Regions from separate parts of the Mus musculus genome. Here region 1 is linked to region 2. The links are chromatin contacts, called in public HiChIP or PLAC-seq maps. All regions are on one chromosome and are shown on one strand. Each heading gives the region's core, a stretch centred on a gene start, on an enhancer-like site or on the middle of the called end of the contact. The rest is flanking DNA. Distances are from core to core; before and after follow the strand shown. Region 1 overlaps Ppcdc (phosphopantothenoylcysteine decarboxylase). Region 2 overlaps Cspg4 (chondroitin sulfate proteoglycan 4).

The links. HiChIP or PLAC-seq counts read pairs in DNA pulled down with a chosen protein or histone mark.
Region 1: a contact with region 2 is called in a FOXA1 HiChIP or PLAC-seq map of pancreatic cancer cells. The contact joins two enhancer-like sites. A contact is called at or near these places in 1 of 39 promoter capture datasets (embryonic stem cells), 1 of 484 Hi-C or Micro-C datasets (embryonic stem cells), 3 of 115 datasets of contacts at active chromatin or transcription factors (embryonic basal ganglia, epiblast stem cells and pancreatic cancer cells) and 1 of 9 other capture datasets (embryonic stem cells).

What each region holds. Positions count from the first base shown.
Region 1 is chr9:57,414,220-57,421,299 of GRCm38.p6, reverse strand. It overlaps Ppcdc (phosphopantothenoylcysteine decarboxylase), which reads left to right. Exons shown (of 7, transcript NM_176831.5): 4 at 79-174; 5 at 1,009-1,137; 6 at 6,046-6,214; 7 at 6,574-7,080. The coding sequence ends at 6,659. Among named protein-coding and RNA genes, the nearest start is that of Ppcdc, 22 kb to the left of the region's middle. Within about 2 kb of position 3,804, at least 30 of the 459 cell types and tissues checked have an H3K27ac peak or open chromatin away from gene starts, as enhancers often do. A contact at or near this core is called in pancreatic cancer cells, where this site is marked.
Region 2 is chr9:56,868,545-56,875,062 of GRCm38.p6, reverse strand. All of the region lies in intron 1 of Cspg4 (chondroitin sulfate proteoglycan 4), which reads right to left. Among named protein-coding and RNA genes, the nearest start is that of Cspg4, 6.7 kb to the right of the region's middle. Within about 2 kb of position 1,757, at least 61 of the 459 cell types and tissues checked have an H3K27ac peak or open chromatin away from gene starts, as enhancers often do. A contact at or near this core is called in pancreatic cancer cells, where this site is marked.

The sequences.
Region 1 (7,080 bases), core at 2,555-5,054, 540 kb before region 2:
CCCTCATGTGGCCTTTCCGCCTGTAGGTCTAGTAATGTTTCCATTTCTTCTCCCTTCTCTCCACTTTCTTGGTGACAGCTGGAAGTCACAGTGGTAACAACAGAGAGAGCCAAACATTTCTACAGCCCTCAGGATGTCCCCGTCACCCTCTACAGTGACGCTGATGAATGGGAGGTCAGTGTGGGCCCATTGCTTTTCTTCCAGCAGGACAGAGCTGTCTTCCCTGCAGCCTATGGCCCTGGCTGCTGGAGCACACAGCCTGGGCTCAAGTCGGTGGTCAGGGCCATCTGGGTAGAGGCGATGAGGAAAACATCTGTCTAGCTCCTGGCCTGCGGGAGGCCTGTGGTACCGCCTTCCTTAGGCAGAGCTCAGCTTTGGCCCAGTGCCCTGGGTTGTGTCCTTGTACTTATCTGGGCTGATGAAACCACAGAGGCGCTCTGTTCCCACCACCCCCATCCACGTGGCCCTCAGCATCCAGAGTGCCTCACTTCCCACGGCCGCTGGCCGTGCCTCTGCCCTCCTGCGGTGGGGTGGGCACCAGTGGAGTTGCCAGGCACGGAGTGTGGGCCTCATAGGGCTGTCCTGCCAGGACGTTTAAAACATTTCTGGCTGGGCTGCCCTTCTCCCCCTCCCCCTCCCTCTCCATTTCTCACCGCCCCAGAGTTCTTCTACTGGCTTGGACAACCCAAGCATCCGCCTCAAGCAGACAGGCCAGGAGTTCCCTGCCAGATGTCAGTTCTCCTGAAAACCAAACCATAAAGGGAATACGCTGAGAGAGACAAGGAGCGTTTGTTTCCTCAGGCCTGCTTTCTGTCAAGCTGCTGGCTCCGTGGCCGGTGCTCGCCAGCTTTGCTGTGAGAGGGGCTAGGTGGAAGTCCGAGGGAAATGGAGCTGGTTTCCTTGGCTTTTTAGCTCACTGTACCCAGCCTGTGTATGTGACCACCATCCCCTCCTCATGCACATACTGAGAGGGACTGGATTGGTGACCCCATTTCTTTTCTCTGGCAGATGTGGAAGCGCCGTTCTGACCCGGTTCTCCACATTGACCTGCGGAGGTGGGCTGACCTCATGCTAGTGGCTCCCCTCGATGCCAACACTCTGGGGAAGGTGGCCAGTGGCATCTGTGACAATTTGCTTGTGAGTGATTCCTGGTGTCTGTTCTCTCCAGCCTTGTTCCCAGTCTGCTGAACTGCAGGTTTCACTGTACAAGGAAGTCTGTTACTATGGGAGCAGGTTGTCGAGCATCCCCCCTGTCACTATGGGTACAGGTTGTCGAGCAGCCTCCCTGTCACTATGAGATGCAGGTCTATCGAGCAGCCCCCACCCCCGTCACCATGAGATTCGGGTCTATCGAGTAGCTCCCCTGTTACTATAGGATGCAGGTCTATTGAGCAGCCCCCCTGTCACTGTGAGATGCAGGTCTATCGAGCAGCGCCCCTGTTATTATGGGTGCAGGTCTGTTGAGCCCCCTCTGCTCCTGTCTCTTTAGCAAGAAGGTTGAAAATCTGGGTCCAGTGGACCATCTGGCCTTGCTGCTGGTATCTGGGCGTGTCTACCTTCTCCTGCCCACAGTGGTCAGCCAGGCGCCCCGCCCTCAGCCCTCTGCTCTTCCATCATCCTTCCTCACAGGTCTCCCTCTGCATGCACCTCCATTGAATTCCCTGCCTTTACTGCTTCCCCGTCAGGTCCTCCTTCCCACCGGCATCTAGAAACACCCCAAAGCTAAGACCCAGTTTTCACATTATCAGGGAAAGCTTGGGGAGAACGAGAGGGGAAAACTGGGTGAGAAGTGATTGCCAGATTGGCTTAGGCCTCTGAGACCTCCTGGGAGCTGCTCCCTTCAAGAGCATCTGTCTTCGTTTCTGTGATAATCCTGGGAAGGTCTTTGGTCACCTCTCCCTCTGTTTCTTGACCTTTCACCTCTCATGTTCTGGAGACTTCTACTGGGGACACGGGGAGTGCTGGCTCTGGAGAGAGGGTTGTGATCACCATGCAGACAGGGGAAATTTCCATGCTGAGCACTGTAGGCTCAGGTGAGCCCATTAGTCTTTGGAGCCTGCTTGGTGCTAGGCACTAAGTAGACCTTTAATAATACTGCTTGTATGTGGTAGGAAGTAATTCTCTCTCATAAATATTTTTTGTTTTTGAATTTATGTTTGTGTTTGTGTGTGCTTGTGTGTAGGCTTGTGTCAGACTTTTGGCAGTCCTCCTGCCTCTGCCTTCTGAATGCTGGCATTACTGGTGTGTGTTACTCAGCTCAGTTTTAGAGTTGAAAATGCTGAAGAAATAAATATTGAAGATGCATCAAGAACTTTAGGATATCACATATGATGGGGGCCCTTCATCTGGGCCCTGTGGCATAAGCCTGTAATCCTGGCAACTTGAGAGGCTGAGGCAGGAGGATCAAAATCTCAAGGCCTGGTGGGCTACAGAATGAATCTCTAAAGAAAGTAAAGAGGGCTGGAGCAGAGTGCTTGTGGCAGAGTGCTTGTGTAGTGAGTGGGAAACCCCAGGCTCACTCATTTCCCAGGATGGTGTGTAAAAGAAAGGCGGACACTAGTATCCTTATTTGCTTATGAGGCGCTCTTCTGGGAAGCTGCTGGTGACCCAAGCATTGTTAGACTAAGAATATAGGATGGGAGGAACACCCTCCCTGATGCTGTGGCCAGGAGCAGACTGGGAAGGACAGGGAAGCAGAGCTGGGTATAGCATGGTTGTCACTGCCTAGTAGAAACTGGAGAGGGGGTACTCAGCCGTGCACCCTGCTGCGCTCCCATTGGGAGGTTAGCAGCAGCTGATGTGATAAAACACTCCAACCTCAGAGCTGAACCCCAGCCACTTTCTTAGGCTTCCTCCTTCCCTCTGAAGATGCAGGCCACCCCCCTTGTTGTTGATGTTATTGTTATTGCTGTTATATGCGCTGCTCCTCCCCCATTAGAAACAGTCTTGAGCTGAGTTGGAGAGATGGCTCAGAGGTTAAGAGCACTGGGTGCTCTTTCAGAGGACTGGGGTTTGATTCCTAGTACCCACGTGGAGGTTCACAACTGTCTGTAACATCAGTCTCGAGATCTGGCATCTTCTTTTGGCCTTGGTGGGCACCAGGCACACTTGTGATACACAGACATATATGTGGTCAAGACATGTAAAACAAATATAATGTCATGTAGACCAACTGGCCTGGAAATCCTGATCCCCTCTCTCTTCCTTCCCCAGGTGGGATTGCAGGCATGGCCTGAGGGCCTGGCTTTTTTTTCTTCCAGGCTGCTTGCTACACCTCTGTTTTTGAGGTTTTCTTCTTCAGAATTGGCTGGACAGTGGAACATGTTCCCCAAACTAAGCATTTGCCTCAGTTTCCCTTGAAGACAGATGTCTGACACAATCCCTGGTGTTACGGTTTGAGCTGTTGGCACTCTAGGTGGTGTGGCCACCTCCTCCTCAGTATCTTCTTAGAGACCTGAAGGATGCTCAGCCTGCTCCCTCTTTGCAGGCAGTTGTCTCCAGCATTGGAAGGATGCTGGAGAGGAGCCTGCTAGATGTTCTCAGTCCTGCTCTCCAGGCCCTATGCCTGGGGATGGCTGTCTCCGTCTGTTCTGGCCTGGCTTCTGTGCTAAGTTGTCAGGTCCAGAAAGAGGAGTCGATGCCCCAGGTTGCCAGTCTGACGCTAGTCTCTGGACTGGGATCCAGCCGTCTGCCATGCCTGAGCAGATTCCCAGGGCCAAGGCTGAGGCACCCAGCATGCTGCCAGCCACTTGGCTGGAGCGGCAGTGTCCTCTTCCCTTCCTACTGCTAGTTGCTTCAGAGGAGCTGTGGTTTGTCCAGGAAACACTGAGCTGCGAGTCAGACAGTTGGGAAGTAGCCCTGCCGAGGGCAGACAGGTTGGAGTTTGCTGTGGTCAGCATGCTCTGTTTTGAGGGTTCTTAGAGCCCAGCCCCACCCCGTTCCTACACCACTCATCAAGGGTCCTTTCTAGGTTTGCTTATGACTCTGTCAAAGCAGCAGGTAGCACAGAGCCAAGAAGAAATGTGACTGAAGGTGTCCACCCACAGCCAGCTTGTCTTCTTGAGAGGAGCTGGTGGGAGACCAATGTTGATGCCTGGGACGAGGCAAGCAACCAGATTCCAGACTGTTTGCTGTCCCAGGAGGGGGCAGGGGCACTCGGGACTCGGGACTCTTTCTGAGCAGGGGTGTCATAGTTGCTGTATCCCCGGGAGCTCTCAGGAGGAGGTGGCTGCTGAAGTCAGAGCACAGGAAACCCGTTTCTTCAGGAGCAGTCTGTGGCCTCCCAAGCCTGGGCCTGGGGTAATGCAGGAACCCTAGCTGTGGGACCCGTACTTAGTACCAGGCTCTCAGCTGAGAATGTTGAAAGCTTTTGCATTTTTGCTGGGACCTGGGGGTACCCACCGCTGACATCAGCTCTTAGGAAAGCAGGGGACCAAGAGTAGAAGGTCTTCTGTCACATTGTCAGTTCAGAGGCCAACCTGGGCTACGTGAGATTGTGCCTCAAAAAACTACTACTATACCACACCACCATTAAAAACATTCACAGTCTTTTTAATTAAAAAATTATTTTATTTTATTTTGAAACAGGATCTATGTAGCCTTTGGTGGCCTAGAAGTTGCTATGTAAACCAGGCTGGCTTCAAACTGGGAGAGCTGTGTATGCCTCTGCCTCCCTAGGGCTAGGATCAAAGGAGTATGCTACAGTGCCCAACTTTTTCCTTTCTTTTTAAAATGATTTTCATTTATTTGTTTGTTTTATTGTATGTGGGTACACTATAGCTAGCTGTACAGATGGTTGTGAGCCTTCGTGTGATTGTTGGGATTGAATTTTTAGGACCTCTGCTCACTCTGGGCTACCCTGCTCCGGTTGGCCCTTCTTGGCTTGGGTAGTTCCTTGGCAGGCTCGGTCCCTGCTCGCTCCAGCCCAAAGATTTCTTTATTATTATAGATAAGTACACTGTAGCTGACTTCAGTCGCACCAGAAGAGGGCGTCAGATCTCATTATGGGTGGTTGTGAGCCACTGTGTGGTTGATGGGAATTGAACTCCGGACCTTTGGAAGAGCAGTCAGTGCTCTTACCAGCTGAGCCATCTCGCCAGCCCCAAGATTTTTCATAAAATAAAATAAAAATGACAGGGTCCTGGTATGTATTCCAGTCTGACCCTGAACTTGAGATTCTCTTGTCTCAGGCTCCAGAGGGCTGATATTACAGGCGCATGTCACCATACCTAGCATTCAACCATGGTTTGATATCAAGCTTGCATGACTTCAGAATTCAAAATCTCAAGACTCTGAGTTGGAAATAATCAGGGAGGGAAGGTCTGAACTGGTCTGCTCTGGTGTGTGACCTGGTGGTATGGTCTGGCTTTGGGAGATGGTGAGGCTGCCCAGTCAAAAGGATGGCTGTATAGGTCGCTGTTTGTATCTGTGTGACCTTGGACAACTGTTTATCTCTCAGGGAGCTGCAGCTTGCCCATCTCTGAACAAGGGACAATACCTTCCTTATAGGGCTACAGTAAGGGTTCTTGAGATAATGGATGACGAAGGGTACAGTGTGCTGGATGTTTTCATTCTCAGAGTTTAGTTGTAGAACTGTTGCTACCCAGAAGTAGAACTGTTGCTGAGTAGAGCGTGAACAGTCTGGTTCCTAGCTTTCCAGTGAATAGTGAAGCTGGCCTCCTGTCCCCCTGGGATTGCTTCTCTGTCCTTCAGTTGTGAGCCTGTGTGGAGACTTAGGCTGTTGGGCAGGGTCATTGTATACAGGATGGAGGTCTGTTGGAGGTATCTGGGTCACTGTGGGTGCTGATTGGGTATCTCCTGTGTCTAGGACCAAGCCAGAGCCTGAGTGGAAATGATGAGGGATGAAGAGACAGCCCTCCCTCCCAAGGATGCAAGAACAGATCTCTGTAGATGGGTGATACCCCGTCATCCCTAGGCAACAGCTGCTCTGCTGACCATGGCAAGGACAGTAGGGAGGATTTGGGAGGACCGAGAAGGGTTAGTAGGCAGAGCATCAGCATCTCCCCCCACTCCCCTTCTTTATAGACCTGTGTCATCCGGGCCTGGGACCTAAACAAGCCCCTACTCTTCTGCCCCGCCATGAACACTGCCATGTGGGAGCATCCTCTCACCGCACAGCAGGTAGCCCAGCTCAAGGCCTTTGGCTACGTGGAGATTCCCTGTGTGAGCAAGAAGCTGGTGTGTGGAGACCAAGGTAGGCTTCTGTGGTGCAGTGGGTCTCTGGCCCATTGTGACCTTAGACAGAGCTGTTTTCTGAGCTCAGCTCTCTCATCTAGAAATGAATCCTTGTCTCTTAGGCTTGCTAGGCTGAAGCGAGACAGTATGTGTGAAGTGTCTGGTGGAGCCCCTGGCAATAGAACACTGTTAATGGAGGGACTCCCGGGCCTGTCCTGGGCTGTTTTGGAAGGGATAGATATGGTAGCTCAGGCAGAGCTGGACTTGTGCTTCTCAGCCTTAGGATGTGGGCAGAGTACACAAGGGAGATCTGCGTGGTAGCCACAGGCCAGGTCAGCTCGTCTGGTGCCTCTTAGTCACGGTAAACTTTGCTTCCAGGTCTAGGAGCCATGGCTGAAGTGGAGACCATTGTGGCTAAGGTGCAGGCCGTGCTCTCCCAGCATGGTAGCATCCAGCAGAGTTGACCTGGGATTTCTGCCGTGATGCCCCTGCACCCAGTGAGTTCAGCCTGAGCTGTTGAAGAAGGATATCAGCACAGTATGAAGCGCTTGTGCTGGTTGACGAGGGGCTAGCCTGAACCTTCTTGGGATTTCCCTTCAGTCTAACCCTCTTCAAGCTACACGGAACCACAGACCCAGGTCCTACCTTCTTTCAACCAAGAGATGCCTGCTTCCTGGAGGCCCTCCCATTTCTTTCTGGGATAGCCCAAATAGACTAGGCAAGCACGCTGCTACTGGAAGGGTAATTGAATGACTGAGGGACCTCCTGCCTGGGAATTGCTTTTAGACACACCATGGATGAAGCTGGGCATGGAGGCTCACATCTGTAATCCTAGCACTCAGAAGGCTGAGGCAGGATTGCTACAACTTTGAAGTTGGCTTGGGT
Region 2 (6,518 bases), core at 508-3,007:
TTAACTTCCTGCCTTCCCCTACAAGGAGTAGCCACAGTTAAACCGATTTGCACAGCATCCTCCCTGGCCTGGAAGCTTTGGGTGGCTCTCCACCCCATGATCAGGCTCCAAACCCCAAGCATGATGTGGAAGGTCCTAGGTGACCTTGCTCCTATCCACAGCCTTCCCCCTCATCGACCCTGATCGTTCTAGGTCCCAGCCTTGCTGGACCTTGGGATTTTCTGCCCAAATCTAGGTGATACCTACACCTTGTTTTGGATCCAGCTCTTTTCGTCCCTCTCTCTGAGGACAGGTCTTATGCTCCCTCACCCTGTCTCATAGCCAAGGCACCTTCGTTTTATTTAGGGTGCAGATAATCAACTGTGGCTTGGGGACCTGTACCACCTCTCTGTGTTGACACTGTGAGTCTCAGGCATTAGACTGACCTTGTGTGATGGAGAGAGATGGGGAGGGGTGTGTAAAGGGCGTCCCCTAGCCGGTCCAGGTAGCACCTTGGAGACTGCCTCTTCTGTGTCGTCACCCCCACCCCCTTTCTAGCCCTGCTAACCATCTAAGGCGCCTGGCCACAGTGACTGAGGAGGAGTGGGAGCCTGCTCCAGCCAAGGGTTGCTTTTATGGCCATGGTCACCCAGTCTGATGCTTGTTTTTAAAGAAAATAGACTCTGAGCCCCTATTTATAGCTGGATGCATAACCACAGATGGAGAATGGGGTTTGAAGTTGTGCAGGCTTCTGCTCCAGCAGGACCCGAGGAGGGGCCATTCCCAGGCCCCCTCTCCACCCCCAAGCTCTAAGGAAGTGCCTGTGGGATCCTGACATTCCCTGAGACAGGATGCAGCCTATGCTTTGGGGTAGGGGACGGGGCCTGGGTGAGGAGGATGGAAAATTTCTCTCGGGATTATTGGTCCCTGGGGCCCAGACTCTCATGTTGGGATAGGTGGTTGTGGGTCTATTTTGTCTACCGAGAAGACAGACGAGGGCCTTGGGGGTGCCAGCTGCAGAGTGCATACTTCAGACTGTCACCCAAACTGGGTAAAGGATGACACAGAGAAAGAACAGGACCAGAGCTGGGAGAGGCAAAAATGAAGAGCCAGCAATGCAAGAAGGAGAGACAGAGGAGCCACAGATACAGAGAAAGGAAGACAGACAGCCAGGGACAGGGATGGTCGAGATGGAGAGACAGAGATGGGACAGAAAAGGGTCTGCGAGAGAGATGGGGAGGCTGCACCCATGGATCTGTAAGCAGAGTTAGGCAGGAGCAACAGAGGAAGCCAGAAGTGGGCAACCCTGCCAATAGTGAGTCTAAAGAGCACTCGGGGCAGAGTGTGGGGCCTGGGCTGGAACCAAATAGGCAAGGGCAATAATAGGCGTCTCTGTGACCTTCCCATTCACCCCTAGACACCGGGCTTGGAGATCCCTCTCATTCTGGCACTCCTGCAGTACAAGCTTAGCTCTGGTGGGGTGCAATAGAATGCTACAGGTGGGCTTGGAGACCCCTCTCATTCTGGCACTCCTGCAGTACAAGCTTAGCTCTGGTGGGGTGCAATGGAATGCTACAGGCAAGGCAGGGTCTTTGGGGTCAGCTCCCCTTTGGCTTACTAAGGGAGTGAGCTTCCTAGTCCTGAGAGCTTACAAGCTAAATCCACCTGCTGCTACTCACTATGCAGATGCTGCCACTGTTGTGCTTTTAGGAGCTATGGGCTGACTGTAGCCTGGGCATGTGTCACAAAGCCATAGCCACACTGGTGACTCAGACAGTTAAAAAAGGAGCAGTCCCAAGCAGTGACTCAACTGGCTCTGGAAGGGCTGGGTGGGTCTGGCTGGGATAAAATGGGGTGGTCTGAGTTTATTTTTGGCAGGGTGGAGCCAAGCTAGGGGGTAGAAGATCGGAACTGGGGGTGGGGGAAAACTCTCATCCTGGGAGAGCCCCAGGGTCTGGGGCCAACTTTGAAAAGTAGTTTCCCAATGCCCAGGAACACTGGCTAACCAATGCCCTTAAGCCCCGAGGAAGGTCTACTCCAGCCTACTGTACAACTCAGGACAAGCAGCTAGCTAGAAGCTGAGACCCTGTCCCATTCTTAAGAGCTTGGACTCAGAGTTTTAGAGATGATTTGGGAGATTAAAGTTTTCATGCAGAGGCACAGAGGGGGACAGATGTCTGTTGAAGGCCACACAGCATGGTCAGAAATCTCAACCTTGTCATGTAGTAAGCATGGATACAAGTTCCCTATCCGTTGATTGTTACTAAGTGGAGGGAGAAGCCACCATCTCAGCCCCTACCTACTTCTAGAAGGGCTCAGCTGGGTTACAGATGGGAGATCAGAAGCACATGAACCCCAGATGCCTGGAGACAGAAACAGCCAGAGGCAGGCACCTGGAGTTCATTAGAATATCCGGGGAGAAGGCTGGGCCCTTCCCAGAATGCTCTGGGGTGAAGGCAAAGGTGTCCACACAGAGAACTTAGGCTCTGGACAGTCCATCATCCCAAGGATGCCTCTAGAGTTACAAGGCCAAGCTTCTCACCCTGTAGCCATCTCTGGAAAGTCACCTCACATGTCCTCACTGAACTCACATGGACATCGCTGTCACCAGCATCCCCGAGACATCTTTCAACTTCACTCAGCCTGAATTTCTGCCCCTTGTGCTGCCACTACTGCTGATTACAGTGGTGACTGTGGGCCATAGTACTCTGGAGTACTTTATGTCAATGTCACTGGGCTCTGGTCAGAATTGGAGAGGGGACCAAGAGAAGTTGGAGTTGGCAGAGGACAAGAAAAAAACAGGTTTCTGGGTTCCCTTACTCATAAACCATACTGGGGGCCCATTTTTTCCTTCCCGGTCACTTGCTTTGGGGACAGAGTCTGCCTACCCTCTGGTTACTCACTTAGCATCCTCTGACTGGGTTTCAGCTGCATATCAGCTCATGTGCCTTGTGCAGGGCTGTCTGCTATTGGGTAGTGGGTTCTGGGTACCCAGGAGGGACTTTCTGCTCTGTCAGTGAGGTCCCAACAAGGTGAGACCTCAGCCCTCAAGTGGGACAGATGCAGAACCCTGCATCCACTTTGTAAAGGCTCCTGGGCTGGGGTTGTGGTGGGTGACTGAGAGCCCTTCCAGAGTCCTTGCCTTGGAACCTTTCCTAAACAGGATCACCCCCCACTGCTGAGCCACCCACCACAGAAAGACAGCAGGAACAGAACTACAGTAACCTCAGGCACAGAGACCTGGCAGAGATTTATTTCCAGGCCACGGTCTGGCTTCGTTGTCTTCAACTCATATGAGAGGTAGGGCTTATTCTTTCCTGTTGTATAAAGGGCTAACTGGAGGCTCAGAGTGGGCCAAGCCAAGGTCTTCGCACAAGGGCTGGGACCTAATCCCAAACTAACGCTCTAACACCATGTTTGTAATGGCTGTGTCTAGCCTCCTGCCTCCCCATAGAAGGTCTCTGAGGAACCGAGGCCTAAGAGCAGGAAAGGTGGGGGCTGAGTCAAAATGAGAATTGGAAAGATGCTCAGCCATAACCCAGAGACTCCCCAAAATGGTGATTTGTTCTCCCTCCGCCAGGAAGTGGGGGGGGGCACAAGCCTGCCTTGCCCCAGCTGCAGCAGAGATTCTTGGCCCCAGTGCACTAGAGAAGGGGGGCAGGGAGGAGCTGATGTCGTGGGAATCAGCATCCTGGGCCCATTGATATTTATAGCTGCCCCTCCTGAAATGTGGGCGGGGAAGGGTTTGCTCTTAGGTGGGAACGGAAGTTGGGCTCCTCTCCCCAGTCTCCTCTGCTCCCCAGAGAGCAGATTGGCCGAGACTTAGCCAGAGGCCCTTTCCTGGCCAGGGTATGTGTCTTGAATTGGGGGCTTCCCCTAGGGCTGCTGGCTTGCAGGCTGGACATGGTCTTGGTCAGAGCCCACTGAACAATGTGCTGTGTCTGTGTGTGTCCACGTGAGCACACACATATTCACGCATGCACACCTGCTGAGTGTCTAACCATACTCAGGAGACAGGGGGATTTTTATCTGAGTATCTAACCATACTCAGGAGACAGCGGCCCCGGCAGAAAGGCTGATGACAGCAGACGTTAACTAATGGCCAGACATTAGGACGTGACTCATGTTGACCACGGGAGAGGAGGGCACAGCAGAGTAGTGCTGTGCTGGTGAGTGTGGCCACGAGAGAGTGAGGCTTCTTCTCACTTGGATGGTCAGCAATGTTCTATTTGATGGTAGGAGTAGCCGAGTGGGAGTCTCGGCAGGAGAAACCTGAGTCTGGGTGTGTGGAGGCTGGGTTCAGGGGCTGCTGTCTGCCTTCAGGCTCCCTGCTGAAGTGTCTGGAGAAGGACACTTTACAGGAAACCCTGCAGTCAGCCTTGTGTGGGATTCTTTGAAAGCTAGGAAGCAATCTTAGTCAATCTCATTCTCTTTCTCTGCCACAAGATCCTCTATTAAGACAGTATATTTTTATTGTTTTGCTTTGTTTGACACAGGATCCCACGATTGAGCCAAGAACGTCTAAGGGTCTTAGACTCACTATTTAGCCAAGAATGACCTTGGACTCCAGGTCCTCCTGCTTCTACCTCCGAGTCCCGGGATAACAGGTGCATGCTCTCACACTCAGTTCATGCAGTGGGGCTGGGGCCCGAACTCAGCTTCCATGCATGCTAGACAAGCACTCTACCAACTAAGCTACATCTTCCCCCAACCGTGTTTTTCATCATCATCATCACCATCAATCATCACTATTTTGAGACAGGGTCTTGCTATGTAGCCTAGGCTGGCCATGAACTTTCAGTCTTGCTTCTTCCTCTAGAGTACAGGGTTTATAGGAATGTGCCATCACTCCTGGCAAAAAACAGATAAAACTCAACCTATGAACATTTGTGCAGGAAGCTGCTATGGTACGTGCACTGGGTGAGATAGGCATCGCATATTTTCAGGATCATATACTTCTGGGTAGGCTGGTGTGTGATCCCTGGGTGCAAAATCCCTGGGTGCAAAATTCCCGGTCAGCCCCCAGTGGACAAACCCTGTGCTCAGCTATATGGTGGAGAGCGATGAGAAAGGAGGTGAGACACCAGGGTCTGCTGGTCCTATGGGTGAGGTCAGGAAGAAGGACAAAGAGCAGGGAGGCCTAGCCCACCGGTCCTCTAAAGAAGCACTATGTGACTCCTGGCTAGCAGTGTCTTCAGTCCTCCTGTGATGAAGGGATTGGGGTTGGTCTGGAGTCAGGATTTCTGCTGTGAGGTCTGTGGAGGCAGCGGGGGAGGGGACGGACCGAAACACTTAAGTAAGCATGAGCCATGGCTGGCAGCCTGGTTAATGCACACCAGAGTTGGCAGAGCTGGCTCCTCCACAGGCTTCGAGTCGGCAGGCGTGGGTAGGCACTGAGTGAGAAGAGATGGTCAACAAGACAGGCACTGCTCCGGGCCAGGCCCGCCCACACTACTTCCAGAACGTGGATAATCCACACCACCGAGCCACCTTGACAACAGCCGCAGGCTACAACCCGCATATCAGAGACAAATGTGTGGCTTCCTTTTTTTTTTTTTTTTTTTTTTTTTTCCTCTAGCTGGAGGTTTTTAATGGAAGATTTGCTTCTGCTATGAGGCAGGAGAGCATGGGAAAATGGAGGCAGTTGCTGGAGGGACAGCGACAGAGACCTGGACTTCTCTAGAGATATCTCTCTTTGGGAGTGTGTGTGAGGTCACTGGTGTGTGCCTCCACTCTGATGGCCTGATCTGGGGTGGCCACTCTATTGGGATGAGTGAGAATGCCTGGAGTGATTGGTGGTGGTGGTGGTGGGGCACGGAGGGGTGGGATGGAGGTCCTTATTTTTCTCTGAGCCCAGTTTCCTCTTCTGTAAAACGGGGCCATTTCCTGCTGTGTACCCTAGCACCCACCATGGCTAGCTCTGGAGGCAAATTCTCAGACTGAGACATGAACTGGCTTGACCCTCTTCCTGCTAGGAGGTTTGGATTCTCCTGGAGGCCAGAGAGCAAGGGGAGGCTGCCCTAGAAAGGATCTAAGCACGTAACTATTGATGCTAATCCAGTTAATTCCAAGATTCCTTGCAGATTCAGCAATGAAGGCAATTCTGTGTACCCAGACCCACTCCATCTGTACTTAGAACAAGAGTTTTATCTCTAGAAAGCTTTGTAGAGTTGACATAGGCTGGGGCAGAGGGCATGCTGGAGGGGTGCTGGACCTGGCCGGCTGCTGTAGGGGAGTCGGTAAAACAAGAGCAGAGGAAGCAGGCTTAAACTCCAGCCTACAGGCCCCTAGTTCATCTGCTCCTGGTCCTGACCAGGAAGTACAGCTCTGGCCAGCACCCCCATGAACCCCAAGGCACTACCCAAGCCCAAGTCTGTCAGGTGGAGGGCTGGAGACGAGACAGCAGCTACTCCTGCCCTTCCTGCCTCTGTTAAGGTCTCTGAGAACAGCTGGATAGCACCATGGCCTGAGCCTGTGAGTCCTCATGTGTGAGCCCCATCTGTGTACCAGCGAACAAGTGAGCATGAACGTCAGGGATA